4 separate regions of the Mus musculus genome follow, and regions 1, 2 and 3 are each linked to region 4. A link is a contact called in public Hi-C, HiChIP or PLAC-seq and promoter capture Hi-C data. All regions are on one chromosome and are shown on one strand. Each heading gives the region's core, a stretch centred on a gene start, on an enhancer-like site or on the middle of the called end of the contact. The rest is flanking DNA. Distances are from core to core; before and after follow the strand shown.

What was found. Promoter capture Hi-C pulls out the DNA fragments that hold promoters and counts their contacts. A called contact is a pair of places that touch in the nucleus more often than the background predicts. HiChIP or PLAC-seq counts read pairs in DNA pulled down with a chosen protein or histone mark.
Region 1: a contact with region 4 is called in a Hi-C map of CD8 T cells, with 9 times the contacts expected there. The contact joins the promoter of Tpra1 here to the promoter of Gfpt1 in region 4. A contact is called at or near these places in 1 of 39 promoter capture datasets (neutrophils) and 1 of 484 Hi-C or Micro-C datasets (CD8 T cells).
Region 2: a contact with region 4 is called in an H3K4me3 HiChIP or PLAC-seq map of bone marrow-derived macrophages, with 5 times the contacts expected there. The contact joins the promoter of Rab7 here to the promoter of Gfpt1 in region 4. A contact is called at or near these places in 4 of 39 promoter capture datasets (hippocampal neurons, liver, neutrophils and 1 more) and 2 of 115 datasets of contacts at active chromatin or transcription factors (bone marrow-derived macrophages and large pre-B cells).
Region 3: a promoter capture Hi-C map of liver shows a contact between it and region 4, with 4 times the contacts expected there. The contact joins the promoter of Eefsec here to the promoter of Gfpt1 in region 4. A contact is called at or near these places in 4 of 39 promoter capture datasets (hippocampal neurons, liver and pre-B cells).

Annotation. Positions count from the first base shown.
Region 1 is chr6:88,900,822-88,904,077 of GRCm38.p6, reverse strand. Tpra1 (transmembrane protein, adipocyte asscociated 1) reads right to left here and starts at 1,827. Exons shown (of 12, transcript NM_011906.2): 1 at 1,548-1,827.
Region 2 is chr6:88,043,755-88,046,872 of GRCm38.p6, reverse strand. It overlaps Rab7 (RAB7, member RAS oncogene family), which reads left to right and starts at 1,603. Exons shown (of 6, transcript NM_009005.3): 1 at 1,603-1,800.
Region 3 is chr6:88,445,068-88,448,311 of GRCm38.p6, reverse strand. It overlaps Eefsec (eukaryotic elongation factor, selenocysteine-tRNA-specific), which reads left to right and starts at 1,773. Exons shown (of 7, transcript NM_023060.3): 1 at 1,773-2,106. The coding sequence starts at 1,833.
Region 4 is chr6:87,041,283-87,044,626 of GRCm38.p6, reverse strand. Gfpt1 (glutamine fructose-6-phosphate transaminase 1) reads right to left here and starts at 1,781. Exons shown (of 19, transcript NM_013528.3): 1 at 1,622-1,781. The coding sequence starts at 1,628.

The DNA.
Region 1 (3,256 bases), core at 578-3,077, 1.9 Mb before region 4:
GGAGCAGGCATGGCCCAGGGGATCCACAGACCCCACCCTCTATCCTAGGGCCCAGGGCTTCTCCCCCAGATCTTCTGGCCTTGGGCACATGCAATGATAGAGAAGTGAAAGGAGCTGGCCCACCAGGGAAAAGAGGAAGGAGAGGGGGCAGACTGGGACAAAGAAGAGCTATGACATCTTGAAGGAGCAACAGAGCATCATGGAGGAGCCCAGGCCTCTGGAGACCGGGGGAACTGAGGTAAGGTTTCTTCCACCCGTGAACCTGAAAGGGCAGCTCTGACCTCAGCGCATTCTCCAGAGGCCAGGCTCCTGCCCACGACTCAAGCCTCGCCTTCCTCCTACCCTCTGTGGCTAGCTTGTTGGGCCTAGGTGGGACCTGTTCGGACACCCCAGACACCTCCCCAAGGGCCTTCTCTCCCTGCCCTGGGAGAGGTTGAGAGAGCTTGTCTTTCCCATCTGTGCAATGGGATTGCCCAAACCTTCTGAGTTCTTTTATGGGATTCCTACCCAGTAGAAGGTAGCAGTGCAAGCAGCCCCCCAAAGTTCTCTCCCTTCCCTCCTAGGCTGCTAAGCCTCTAAATCTAGCTGCAGAGCAGCATAGGAAATCCCCAGAGGATAGAGGCTAAGTTCCATGCCTCTCTGAATCTGTCAGCCTCAGTGATAGAGGAGAGATTGTGTCCTAAGAGGCCACTGTGGACAACAGGAAGAAGGGATGGTCCAGGTGACCTGCCCTCTGCCTCCTGACAATCCTTCTTGCCCTTCTTTAGCCACCAACTTATATCTCCCCTACCTCAGGGGCCTTTGTGTTTGCTTACCCGCAGCTTGATCCCATCATTTGACTCATTACCTCCCCCTCTAAGTGGACTTTATCTAGCCCACCTGGCTGTTGTTCTTTCAATGATTGTTTTTAAAGATAGGGTCTCATTGGGCCCAGGCTAGCCTCCAACTCTGCAAAAAGCCAAGGCAGGTCTTGAACTTCTGATTTCCCCCCTGCCTCCACCTCCCGATTCCTCCACCACCACCCAGTTCTTTGGTGTGCTGTTTATAGAACTGGGACTCCATCGGCAGCAGGTGTATTTACATGCTTGTGTGTCTTGTCTGTCCTAGGTCTTGTGACCCAACCCTCTAGAACAGGTAAGATCTCAAAAAAATGCTATGACGCGCACACATTTCCAGCACAATGCAACCAGGCTGGACAAGGATTGGGGGTGTCTGGACCCCAGACCCCACCACCCCCTCCTCGCTACGGAGCTAAGTGGAGTTGCCCTTCCTTCCGCAAGGCCAGGAAGGCAGAGGCAGAGCATGGGCTGGTCTTTCCGGCTGCCGCTGAGCTCTGGCTGCACCCGGAGCGGCGGGTGTCCAGCTCCATCCAGGATCCGGTCCTGACCGCTAGGGTCCCCAGAAACTTCTCAAAGGTTGTCTTGCGGCTGTACCCCAAGTGGCACGGGGACAGAAGGAGACGGTAGGCCCGAACCCGAAGAAGGAGCAGGGGCAGGGCCTCCTCGCTAGCTTGGCGGAGCAGGAGATGAGGACTCGGCCGCGCTTACCTGAGAGCAGGGCTGCGCAGGCCGCGGGACTCCGACCCCTGCGAGGTAGCGAGAACCGGGGAGCGTCGCGCAAGAACCGCAGCTGAGATGCTACGTGGATCGGTCAGAGGTGGCCGGACGCCGCCAGCGCGCAGGACTCACGGGACCCGCGGACTTCCCCGGTCCTCCCCTGGCAGCGGCGACTCTCAGGCGCCTTGGCTAGTGTTTTTCGTCTAAGCAAAACTGTGAAAACAGTCACAACCCCTGTTTGTGGCACTCATCCCCGCCCCCTCGGCCTCCAGCAGCCTATCGTAACGGGATTCCACCCACAGGAGTGGAACAGACCAATAAAATTCCTCAGATGGGCGAGGCGGCCCGCGGAGCTCTTAAAGGGACTGCAGTCGAAGCAAAGCAAAGTGTGGGTGACGGAAACTTCAAAGGGGAGAATTTTTTTTCTGCACAGCTTACCCCTAAAGCGTTTCGGGAAGCGTACTGAGCACGCTGTGCCTTTGCCCCGCATCTTTCTGCGGACAGCTCCAGTCCTCCGACCGGGTCGCCCTATGTCTTTGAGGATGGCGCCTAAGGGACCGGCGCCCCATAAATACTGACCTCTGGTCACCTGGACTAGGAAGGAGGGAAGGAAGGGCATCCCTTCCTCGGACGCCCTGTGCTTGCCCACTTCAAAGGGATCTGGCGTTTACAGGGCTCCAGTCCTGGTCTCAGTCACCCTGAAGGCTGGGTGCTATTAGTGGCGTTTTGCAGAAGAAACCTGAAGGGGTTAAGGGAATAAGTCCAAAGCCATCCAGCTAGGAAGTGGCCAGACCAGATCTCTTGCTTAAGCAGGTGCCTTCCAGAGGGACAGTCTTTCCTGTCTGTCGCCTTCCCTCCCTGTGGGACACCCCCAGGGCAACTTGGAGGCCTCATCTCAGGTCATCTGCTTACCTGTGCACCTTTGGCCGGCCACAGGATCTGCCCTATAGGCCATGTATTTTCAAACTTGTGGCTGCCCTTGGGCTTCTCTGCATGCAACCTCGGGCCTGTCTTCTCACATTCTCTCTTCACAGAGAGCTTCCTGGGCTCTCCCTCAAGAGTAGGTATTGACTTGCCTACCCCTTCCTCAGGCATTGGGGGGGGGGGCAGTGTGTCTCAGCAACACCTTAGAGGTGCCTCAGTGCTGGTTAAAGATGTAGGCACCTGTTTATTATAGGATCCCAGGACTGCCCCGTCCTGGTCACACAGGGGCTGGAATGACTCTGGGCCTCTTTGTGATTGGTCCGAGACTTAGCATCCCTGAGACTTCCAGGTTAGTCCCATTTGTCCATTTTGGTCTTAGTCACAGAAGCTGGCTGTGCCTGCCTGCGCCTACAAGGTCTGTAACAGCCACCCTGAAAACCATCAAGAGCTCCCAACTTCCTGCCAAGAGAATACAGTGCCCTGTTTAGGAATAATAGCAAAATACATGTCCTAGGCCCTCCTTGACCTCCAGGTGTCAAAAAGGCCACAGGAATTGAACTCAGGGCTTCTAACCATGCTCATAACCACTAAGCCTTTTCTCCAGCACCTGTCCCCAAACCCCACTGTCAATCACAAGGGCCTAGGGACTAAGCAAACGGGGTGTGGTGGGATGATATGTTTGTAATCCCAGTGCTCTTGAGGCTGAGACAGAAATATTGTCTCACACACCTTTAATCCCAGCACTTGGGAGGCAGAGGCAGGCGAATTTCTGAGTT
Region 2 (3,118 bases), core at 354-2,853, 1.0 Mb before region 4:
TTAAAGACATGAGCCACCATACCTATCCACTTTCTATCTAGTTTTATCCACCCCCATACCCCCTTTTTTTTACTTGTATGAGTGATTTGCCTAAATGTGTATATAAAGACAACTTGTGCATGCAGTGCCCGTGGAGGTTAGAATAGGGCATTGGCTGCTCTGTGAGTTACTCTAGGGGAACTAAAGTCAGAAGAGATGAAAAGCAGACACAGTTCCTGTTGGGCCTCATAGTTGTCTCCCACTTTCCTCCTTGGGTCTAGTGTATCACTGCTCTTAGCCACATGCAGCTTTGCTTCCAAACTGCTGGTCTATCTGCCATGTGGAGGCTGATGCTATATCCAACATGAGGTAGAGAGACAGGGCCTGAACCAGCTTCCTGCATCCCTACAACTGTGGAAAGTCTGACTGGACCACCAGATTCATATGGGTCCTACTATCCGGTCAAATTTTAATAGATAACCCAGATAACTAGTTGCTGAAATTTGTACCCAGCAAGTATGTGTTTTTTTTTTCCCCAACAAGAACCAAGAACTGTCACATATACATCTTTGCACCCTACTTTGTCACTTCATATTTCTTGAAGATTTCACTTTGCATATGAATATACATAGACTTCCTTTGTTCATATCTTAGTTTCAAAGTATTCAGTCAAATGGCCAAGTAATAATTAACTAATGATTGAAACTGAGCAAACTCCTGTGTGTGTGTCTATTATATCAAATGGTGAGGATCTTGGCAGAAAGGTCTTGTTTTCCCCTATTCCTTAGGACCTACAAACCTTCTCTATTCCTTATATGCTAGAACATGTACTAGTGTTGTGGGGTATTCACCAGAAAAGACTACTCAGATATGGGTTTAAGCTAAGAAATGGCAGCTGGTTACTGCACTGGGTGTTCAATACCCCAGGACAACCTGAGTCTTTCTCAGGGTGAGCTTTTAAGCACACAAAAAAACATGTTCTGGGTTGACATACTTCAGTTAACAAGAACTGTCAGCCATAAACAGAACTACAGAAGCTAAAAAGCAAGGTTAGTACATTTTGAGACTTCCCCAGAAAGATATGGACTTTGATGGATTAGGCCTTTGTTTTAGTTTTGGTGGGCGTGACACTAAAATCAGCCTCATGTCTCTTCAGTTCAGCAACTCCTTAGCTCTCTTTCCATTTTCCTGAACCATCTGCCCTGCACAGGTAGCTCCTATTTCATCACTGGGTCTCCAACACTGGGGACACTGTAACTGATCATTTCCATCCACATTAGAGATTGTACCCAGTGGACTCAGAAGACCCTAGACTATACCCTGCCTGATACATGGCTGACTGACTAGCGTGTTCCAGAGGGGGACACTCTGGAAAGACCAAGTGACTCTCCCTCCTTTAGCTCTGTTTATAGGAGCGGGGTGGGATGAGGGGGGGGGACACCACTGCATTATCAGTTCTTGGCCCAATATGGTGCGCTCCAGCTTCTGCACAGCCTTCAAAGATGGCAGCCCCCATCTAGAAACGGCCATATTTAAGCCCCAGATGCCAGGCTAGGGCCTGACGCGACCGGAACGTGACGCAAGGTGGAGGTGGGGCTCCTCCCTCCAACCCTGGCGTCGGGCGTCTCGTGACAGACACTTCCGCTCGGGGCGGCGGCGGTGGCGGAAGTGGAAGCAAGGCCGGAGCTTTGACCATAAAGCCCAAGGCGGCGGCGTTGGCGGCGGTGTTTGGGGCCGGGCAGCTCCGAGGAGCCTGCTGGAGCCGGAATCGGACGTCTCTGTTGCGGCCTGCGTTGTGTCTCCTCCTCCGTTGACCCTGCGGTGAGCAGCGGGCCCCGGCCGCCCTTCCCCCGCCGCCGCTTGGGCCTCCGGGCCTGGCGTCCTCGGCGAGCCGAGCGCCGAGCTGGGCCGGGCCAGGCGGGGCGGCGCCCGGCGGGCGGAGGGCGATCGGCGATCGGTGGGTGGCGGGTACGGGATCCTCGGGCTGGGCGCGTCCCCACCGGCAACCTGCTGGGTGGGAAGAGCTACCGGCCGGCCGGCCACCGAGGCAGTGCTGCCAGGCGCGTCACATGCCCCGGCCCGCCGCCGGCACTGGGAGACAGGAGCTTTCAGGGTCCTGCAGGGTAAATCCCGTTTCCGAAGTTCCGGGAAGAAGGACCTCCCGAGTGCCTTTCAAATGGCCTGATGTCCTCCTGGCTCATAATCGTGCCGATGTTGAGAGTAAGGTTGTGAAGATTTGAGATTTCTCGGCTGCTGGGCTGCGTGGCAAGACCGCACAAATTGCCCTGTTCTCCCAACAGCCCCTCCGAAGCACCGAGGCAGTGCCTACTTACAGAGAAAGCGAAGAACAGAGAGGCTAAGGCACTCGACCAAGGTCACACCGCTGATAAATTTCAGAGTGAGAGGTTGAAACATAGGCAGCTAGACTACTTAGCACTTACTGGCCTCTGGCCTCTTGTACTTTAGATGCCCCCAAAGCCTGCCACCTGTTATCTGCCATCAGCACCCCCCTCCACCTCCTGTCTAGTGATGTCATTTGAGAGCCTCTTAGTCCTACCTTAAAGCCATGTTGTATTTGTACTTGTGACTTACAAGGCATATTACAAGGCATATAAGGTAGTGTAGTGTCATCAAACCAGAAGATCTTGAATTCTGGCAAGGTATGTATTGGATTTGAATAGGTTTCTTAGCCAGCTCTTTTCCTTGAGTCAGGTCTGGCATGCCTACTGTGTGCACCTTTCTACAAGAATTTCTACAACAACCTAACCTGTTGACTCTTCACCGTTGAAAATCTTGTGTTTTTGGTTTTCCAAAGAATAAACTCTTGTCTCTTTCTTGTGACTTCAGCAACTGATACCCACATGATTGAGTTAATAAAATCTCTTGTTGGCATATTTCTCTTCGATCTTGGTAATATTGGATCAGAATTGAGTGTAAGAACTGGAAAGTGAATTATAACTACTTCTGAAGCTGGCCAGACTAAAGTTTGGTGTCCTTGGTTGTCAATAGTTTAGTTTGCTACCCGGCCTGGTATACTTACGGGCTGTAAACCTATGTAATGAGTTTAGAAGAGGAATCGCTAAACGTGATTCCCTTTTTGTTGTATGATATTTTTGTCCTCCCTCGAGGGGAATTAGAT
Region 3 (3,244 bases), core at 524-3,023, 1.4 Mb before region 4:
AGCCCTAATTGTACGTTGGCCTCAGGACGTCAGGGAGGAGGTAGAGTATATAGGTTAGTGTAGATTAGGAGGAAGAAAGAGGGGAAGCCATAGTTTATGCTATGAGAAAACTTTCCAGTGCAGCTGCTCTGTGGTCGTCAACACTCCTTACCTCTCACCCATGTTTATAAGTAAGCCGGATAAACTCAATCCTAAGAAGAATTGTTGTCGTACTGCCTTTTTGGTTTGTCCTTGGAACCTTAGGAAGAGTGGGTAGATGTCATTTGCTACTCCCCTCAGGAGGGAATTTTTTATCAACAAAGGCTAAAATATTTGTCAGCACTCTGAAGTCAGGCTTTATGTTAGGCTGCATCATTGTGATGAAACAGCTACACAGACAAAGAGAGAAAGAGACTTTAGTTTGACTTCATGGTTTTAGAGATTTCAGTGCATGGTCTCTTGGGCTTGATCCCCCTAGCCTGTGGCAGCACAGCAGTATATTGTCCTGGTGACAGCAGAACGGAGCAGCCTGACTGAACTACTCATTTCATGGTGGACAGGAAGCGACTACTGCCTTCTGCTAAGCTTCATCTCATAAGACAGACCACCAGCTGGGGCCCAAGCATTTAGCACACAAGCCCGTGTAAACCAATTCACTTGCAAACCGCAACCCCTCCTGCCCTAGAAAAAGGAAGGCTGGGAATGTTGGGCCAGCAAGCCCCACCCCCTTTACATGAGAGCAGTGCCATTCAGCTCTCCAGTGCCATTCCTCCCCTGTGAGGCCCCAAGTCCCTTCTTTTCCTAGGCTTTTATCCTTTGCCAGAGCAACCACTTAGGCTTGTGACCTCTTTCATGGTTCTAGGCACCTTTCAATGCCTGAAGGGGGTTACAGAGGCTGGTTGGTATAGCACTCACGACACATTCAAGTTCATACACAACAGTTAAGTTGCAGCTCCTCATGGCAGCCTAGACTTCAAAGTGAGGTTTTTGTCCCGTCCCCACCCCCACCTCCCCTCCCCTGAATCAACGAGGACCTCTTCCTCTTTTCACAGTGCTTCCAGGTTTCTGATGGTCAATTCTCAGTCTGCACTGGACGTCTAGTGACAGTCCTTGAGGGTATCTTCCTCACTAGGCTCCCCGCCTTCCCATCTCTGTCCTTTCCAGATAGTCTGGCTTGGCAACTGGTCTTGGGTTTTACTTACTCCTGTTTTCACAGCAAATAATGTCGATCACCACATCCCAGTAAAGTGTATACAGTCTGCACTTAATAAAGGCTGACAGCCGGGCGGTGGTGGCGCACTTGGGAGGCAGAGACAGGCGGATTTCTGAGTTCAAGGCCAGCCTGGTCTACAAAGTGAGTTCCAGGACAGCCAAGACTATACAGAGAAACCCTGTCTTGAAAAAAACAAAAAACAAACAAACAAACAAACAAAAAAATAAAGGCTGACAGAAATGAATGGACGGATGGATGAGTGTGTATGGAGGGATAGAGGAAGGGATGTGTGGATGGACTGGGTGAGTGGAATGATGAAAGGAGGGAGGGAAGGAAGAATGGATGGATAGATGGTGAGATGGATGGATGGATGCATGGATGGATGAATGGATGGAAGGAGGAATCCCTAATCTCAGACTGGCGAGACTTTGTGGCGTGGGGAGCCGGATGACAGCAAACCCAGGTAGCAGGCCGGCTCTTGTCCCGCCCTGTGTGCGCTCTGCCATAGGGCTGTGGGCGCCCGAGGGCGGAAGCTTCCGTGCCGGAACCGGTGCGCTCAGCGCGGGTTGCGGGGGGGTGCGGCTTAGCAGGCGGACCGCGGGGCTGGCGCTCAGGCGACGGCGTGAGAGGCAGCGGCGGGATGGCCGGCCGGCGGGTAAATGTGAATGTGGGCGTGCTGGGTCACATCGACAGTGGCAAAACAGCGCTGGCGCGCGCGCTGAGCACCACGGCCTCCACTGCTGCCTTCGACAAGCAGCCGCAGAGCCGCGAGCGCGGCATAACGCTCGACCTGGGCTTCTCCTGTTTTGTCGTGCCGCTGCCGGGGGCAGAACCCGGTTCTAGCGACACGCTGCTGCAGGTCACACTGGTCGACTGCCCCGGGCACGCCTCCCTCATCCGGACCATCATTGGCGGTGAGCGCGGGCCGGGGCGGGAGCCGGGCTCGGGGTCCGAGCTCGCGGGATGGATGGCGGCCTGACAGCCTAGGCCTGGCCACCAGCCCGGAAGGCTTGTGGTCTCGAACTCACAGCCCGCAGACGCGGACACAGTTCTCACCTTCACTGCCGTGCACCGAGATGCTTTCCTAGAAAAATGATCCAAAGAAACAAACCCTGCAAAAAGGGTGTATACAAGTTTCAAAAAAAAAAAAAAAAAAAGTCACCACGTACCTGTCCTTTGGTCTCCTGGTTCTCTGTCCCAAACACTGCTCTCAGTTTCCTGTGTGTATGGATGGTTTCAGGAAACATACACAGAAACGCAGACAAGGTGCAGAAATGAAAGATCCTGTTTTTTTCCTTCTGTTGTACTACTTGTGGTCGGTTGGGGTAGTGGGTAGAGCCTAGTGCCTTGATAAGAGGCAAGTGCTCTAGGCTCTCTCAGGATCTCATCCCCCAGTCCCCTTTATACACAAACCATCACTGTCTGGAGACTATATCTACACATAAAGTTCCTTTGTACTTTTATACCAACATTTTCTTGACTGACCCTCGTGACTTTCCCAGAGTTGGCTGCTATTCATAATGCAGTGAATAACTCTAGCCCAGAAGGTTTTGGGATGTGCACTAGTGTAACAGGATAAGTTATGTGTGAACTAGCTAAGGCAAAGGGCCTGCGTGTTTTCAGTCATGATGGGCACTGCTAAAATCTGCTTCTAGGATCTGTACCACTTAATTAGTCTTTAATTACAGGCCACTTAGGAATAGGCCATTATAAATAAAAGGTCTTGTAACCTCCCTTCCTTGCTCAGCGTGACCCCTCCCATTCGTCTACAGGAAACTGTTGCTATGTCTTTTTAAATTCCTTTTGCAAACCCATTTAACTACACTTAAATCTAAGAACAGAACCCCATAACCTGTTTGTAAGCACCCAGCACAAAAGGAGGTGTGGCTGAGTCTACCTGCTGTAGCTCCAGTGACCCATTTCCTGCTTCTCCGCTTGCCCTGGGTTTCTTTCCAGCAGTGTGCTGTAAGCCTGGAAGCATGTATATGGGGCAGGTGGGTCATTCCAGCTGTGTGGCCTCCCTTTCTCTGTGCTGCAGGCAGCCTAAGACTG
Region 4 (3,344 bases), core at 532-3,031:
GCTCTTCATTTTCAGAAGGCGAAACGATTAAACACAGGAAAACACACACTGAGGACAACCTACCCCTTCCCGAGTTCTTACAAGTGAAAGACTACAAAGAATGTTTCTCACACAGCTACAAGTCTTACAATACCTCTTTCTAAAATGTGTTCTTTCTTGGGAACCAGGCACAGTGGCTCATGCCTAGAATCTCAGCACTCACGAGGCTGAAGGAGAACTGGGATCTAGACCTGCTTGAGAGACAGCGTGGGACACTATTTCTAAGAAACAAACGCTCTTTAGTCTAGTGGTCATTGTCGGTTTTAAAAGGAAAGGTAAAAATATAACTTTTTAAATACTACTAATGGCTCATTCCCATTTTACAATATTATTAGTGGTATCATATATAATTCTCATGGTATCTTTTAGTAACACTTTTTGATAATGGGGGGCGGGGGTGAGGGGTAAGACAGAGTTTCTCTGTGTAACTGTGCTCCAGCTGTCTTGGAACCAGGTTGTACTCAAAATCACTGATTTCCACCTGCCTCTGTCTCCTGAGGGCTAGGATTAAAGGCGTTGTACCACCACCGCCCAGCTAAATAAGAAGCCTTAAAATATGGAATAAAAGAGCCTGTTTTTTTTAATGGTTGTAGTAAAGACATATGTTAAACAGGTGTACATGCATGATGTGGGATCTTTAGCCAGGACTACTACTCTCTCTTCCAACAAGATCAGCTCTGAGCCCATTTCATCAAGTTATTGATTTAGTAATGGTTCCTGTTGAGAGACTTAAGAGTGGCAGAAGTCATGTGGGGTATCACTGTCAGTGCGTTGGCTTGAGTTCTCGCAGGCCTGCCTAAAATAAAGTGACTAGAATTAAGTATTTTTAAGACTGCAAGATAAGTAAATTCAAGAAATGCTACCAGCCAGGAGTGGTCATTCATACTTATAATCACAACACTTGGAAGGCTGAGACAGGGCAATGTGAATTACAGGCCAACCTGGGCTACCAAGTGGGACCCAGTTACAAAGAGACAGAAAAAGGGGATTTGGGGGGTGTGGCTAAGGGAAAGAGTACTCACTCACTTGACAAGCTGCCTTTATGAGTTTAACCCCCAGTACCACACAGCATGTTCACAGGTCGCCTCACTCACCTGGTGGACCTTCCCCTAGGCATCCCTCCATACTTGGTCTCACTTTGAGCCTCACAGCTCTTCTAAGGTAGGTATTCATCTATCCTCTGAGCTCTATGCAAAGGTGCCCCTTGAACGCTCTGATACCCTCCCTGGCCCACCCCACCCCCAATCCTCTAGCCCCTTTAAGTAGCCTCTGACTCCTAGGGCCCCCACAATCTCCTCTGCCGGTCCCTCTTAAGCACACTAGCTCCGGCCGCCCCTTCAACACCGGAATCCCCATCTTAGAGTCCCTGCCTCACGGACAGCAGCCTTTCTCCCCAGAGACCCTTCTCCTTCCAGATCCCGGCTCCCCTCAGGACCCTCAATCTCCTCGGGATGCCCGCTCCACAAGCCCCCCTTCTCTTCAGGACCCCAGCCCCAAGGCCGCTCTGTTGACACGCGCTGTCCACCTCTGGCTTCACTGCGCGGGCCCTGCGGCCACCACACACCCCCATCGCTGCCCTTACCGCACATGATGTTGGTCACGGGCGAGGGCTGAGCTGTCGGGCGCGCGGAGAGCTTCAGAAGCGAGGGTGAGCTCGGGCCGGGGTGGTGGCAATGAGAGGACTCTGGGATGCGACAGCTCAGACCCGACAGTCCGACTCAGCGCTCGCTTCGCTCTCAACTGCCGCCCCGCCCCCCCCGGCCACGCGCGCCGCCGCGGCTCTCCCATTGGGCCGCGCCCGCGCCGCTCACGCGCAGGCATCGCCCGCCCAGCGCGCAGACGCAGAGCTGCGGGTAGCGACGTGGCAGGGGCTCGACCAGCATCCGCTTTAGGTTCCTGGAGCCGCCCGCTGAGGGCGAGCCGAGCCTCGGAGGAGGAGGAGGAAGGGAATGTTTACACAGCAGTTTGTGTGTTTCAAGGGGAACGGGAAGGAGGGAGACAGAGAGAAAAGCTGTAGGGCAGGAGGGAGAGCCTGGGACAGACGTGTCAGTGTGCAGAGCCACGGTGGCCGGAACTGCGCTGCTGGCGCAGAGGTGCGGGAGCCTGCAGGACGCCCTCGGGCAGCCATTCCGGTGACGACCTGAGCTGTAGGCAAGGTGCTCAGCGCCCCACTCCCTGCCTTCCTCACTGTTCTCTGCCTAAGGTACCACTAGTCAGTAGTCCCAGCACTGCGCCTGCGCTCAGGGAAGCTGTGGGCACGTTGTACTCGGGATCGCTCTTGTCGCGAATGAACTCTCCGTTGAGAAAAGAGGAGTTAGCGGGGCGTTCCCTTTCAGAAGGTTTAAATAATACCTTGGAGCAAAAGTAGCTGGTTATCAGCCCGCACTTGATAGCTCTAACGGAAATGAATGAGTAGGGCCCACAGAAGCACTCTCAGCCAGAATCCCCTTCCTACTGCTCCAGCATTCAAAACTGCACGCCAGGGTTATTCTACAGAGTCCCACATCACATCCTTGCCACTTTTAAGTGTGACATCTTTAGGTCTCCCCAAGATGGTTTTAACATCTCATCCTTTGATCTGTCTCATACAATAACAGACTTCTTTGGTTTTTTGTTTTTTGTTTTGTTTTTTGTTTGTTTGTTTGTTTTGAGACAGGGTTTCTCTGTGTAGCCCTGGCTGTCCTGGAACTCACTCTGTAGACCAGGCTGGCCTCGAACTCAGAAATCCGCCTGCCTCTGCCTCCCGAGTGCTGGGATTAAAGGCGTGCGCCACCACGCCCGGCTATAACAGACTTCTGTATTAAAGGTGGTTTTTTTCCTCTCCCCACTAAACTGTTAAGTTCCTTTATGATAGAGTGAGATTTTTTTGTTTGTTTGTTTGGTTGGCTTTTTTTTTTTTTAATAACCAACACTTGCCTAGTCATAGACCAGAGCAATACGTGGCAAATTAAAACTGTTCTGGTGGCTGGAAAGAGTGATAAAAGCCTTATAGGCTTGTCCTAAGCTCTTTGTATGTGCAAGGAAGCAAAGGCTTTTCAGTTTTTTTATCGCCTATCTCAAATAGAGGCTAGAAAAAGTAATCAAGGAAGTATTTCTCATCTAAAAGGCTCTTCATTATTCCAAGCCATTACACAGGTCCCTAGATTACGTTGGCAGAGCTAACACAGTGACATGTTCCTTAGAGGACCTCTTAGAGACCCTCCCCTGGAAGGCGACTTGAATGATACTGCACAAGAACCGAAGTGTGGTTCTGGTGCCTTGCCTCCCTTGTTTGCTGGCAGCAAACCTGTCGATGCCACAAAGGA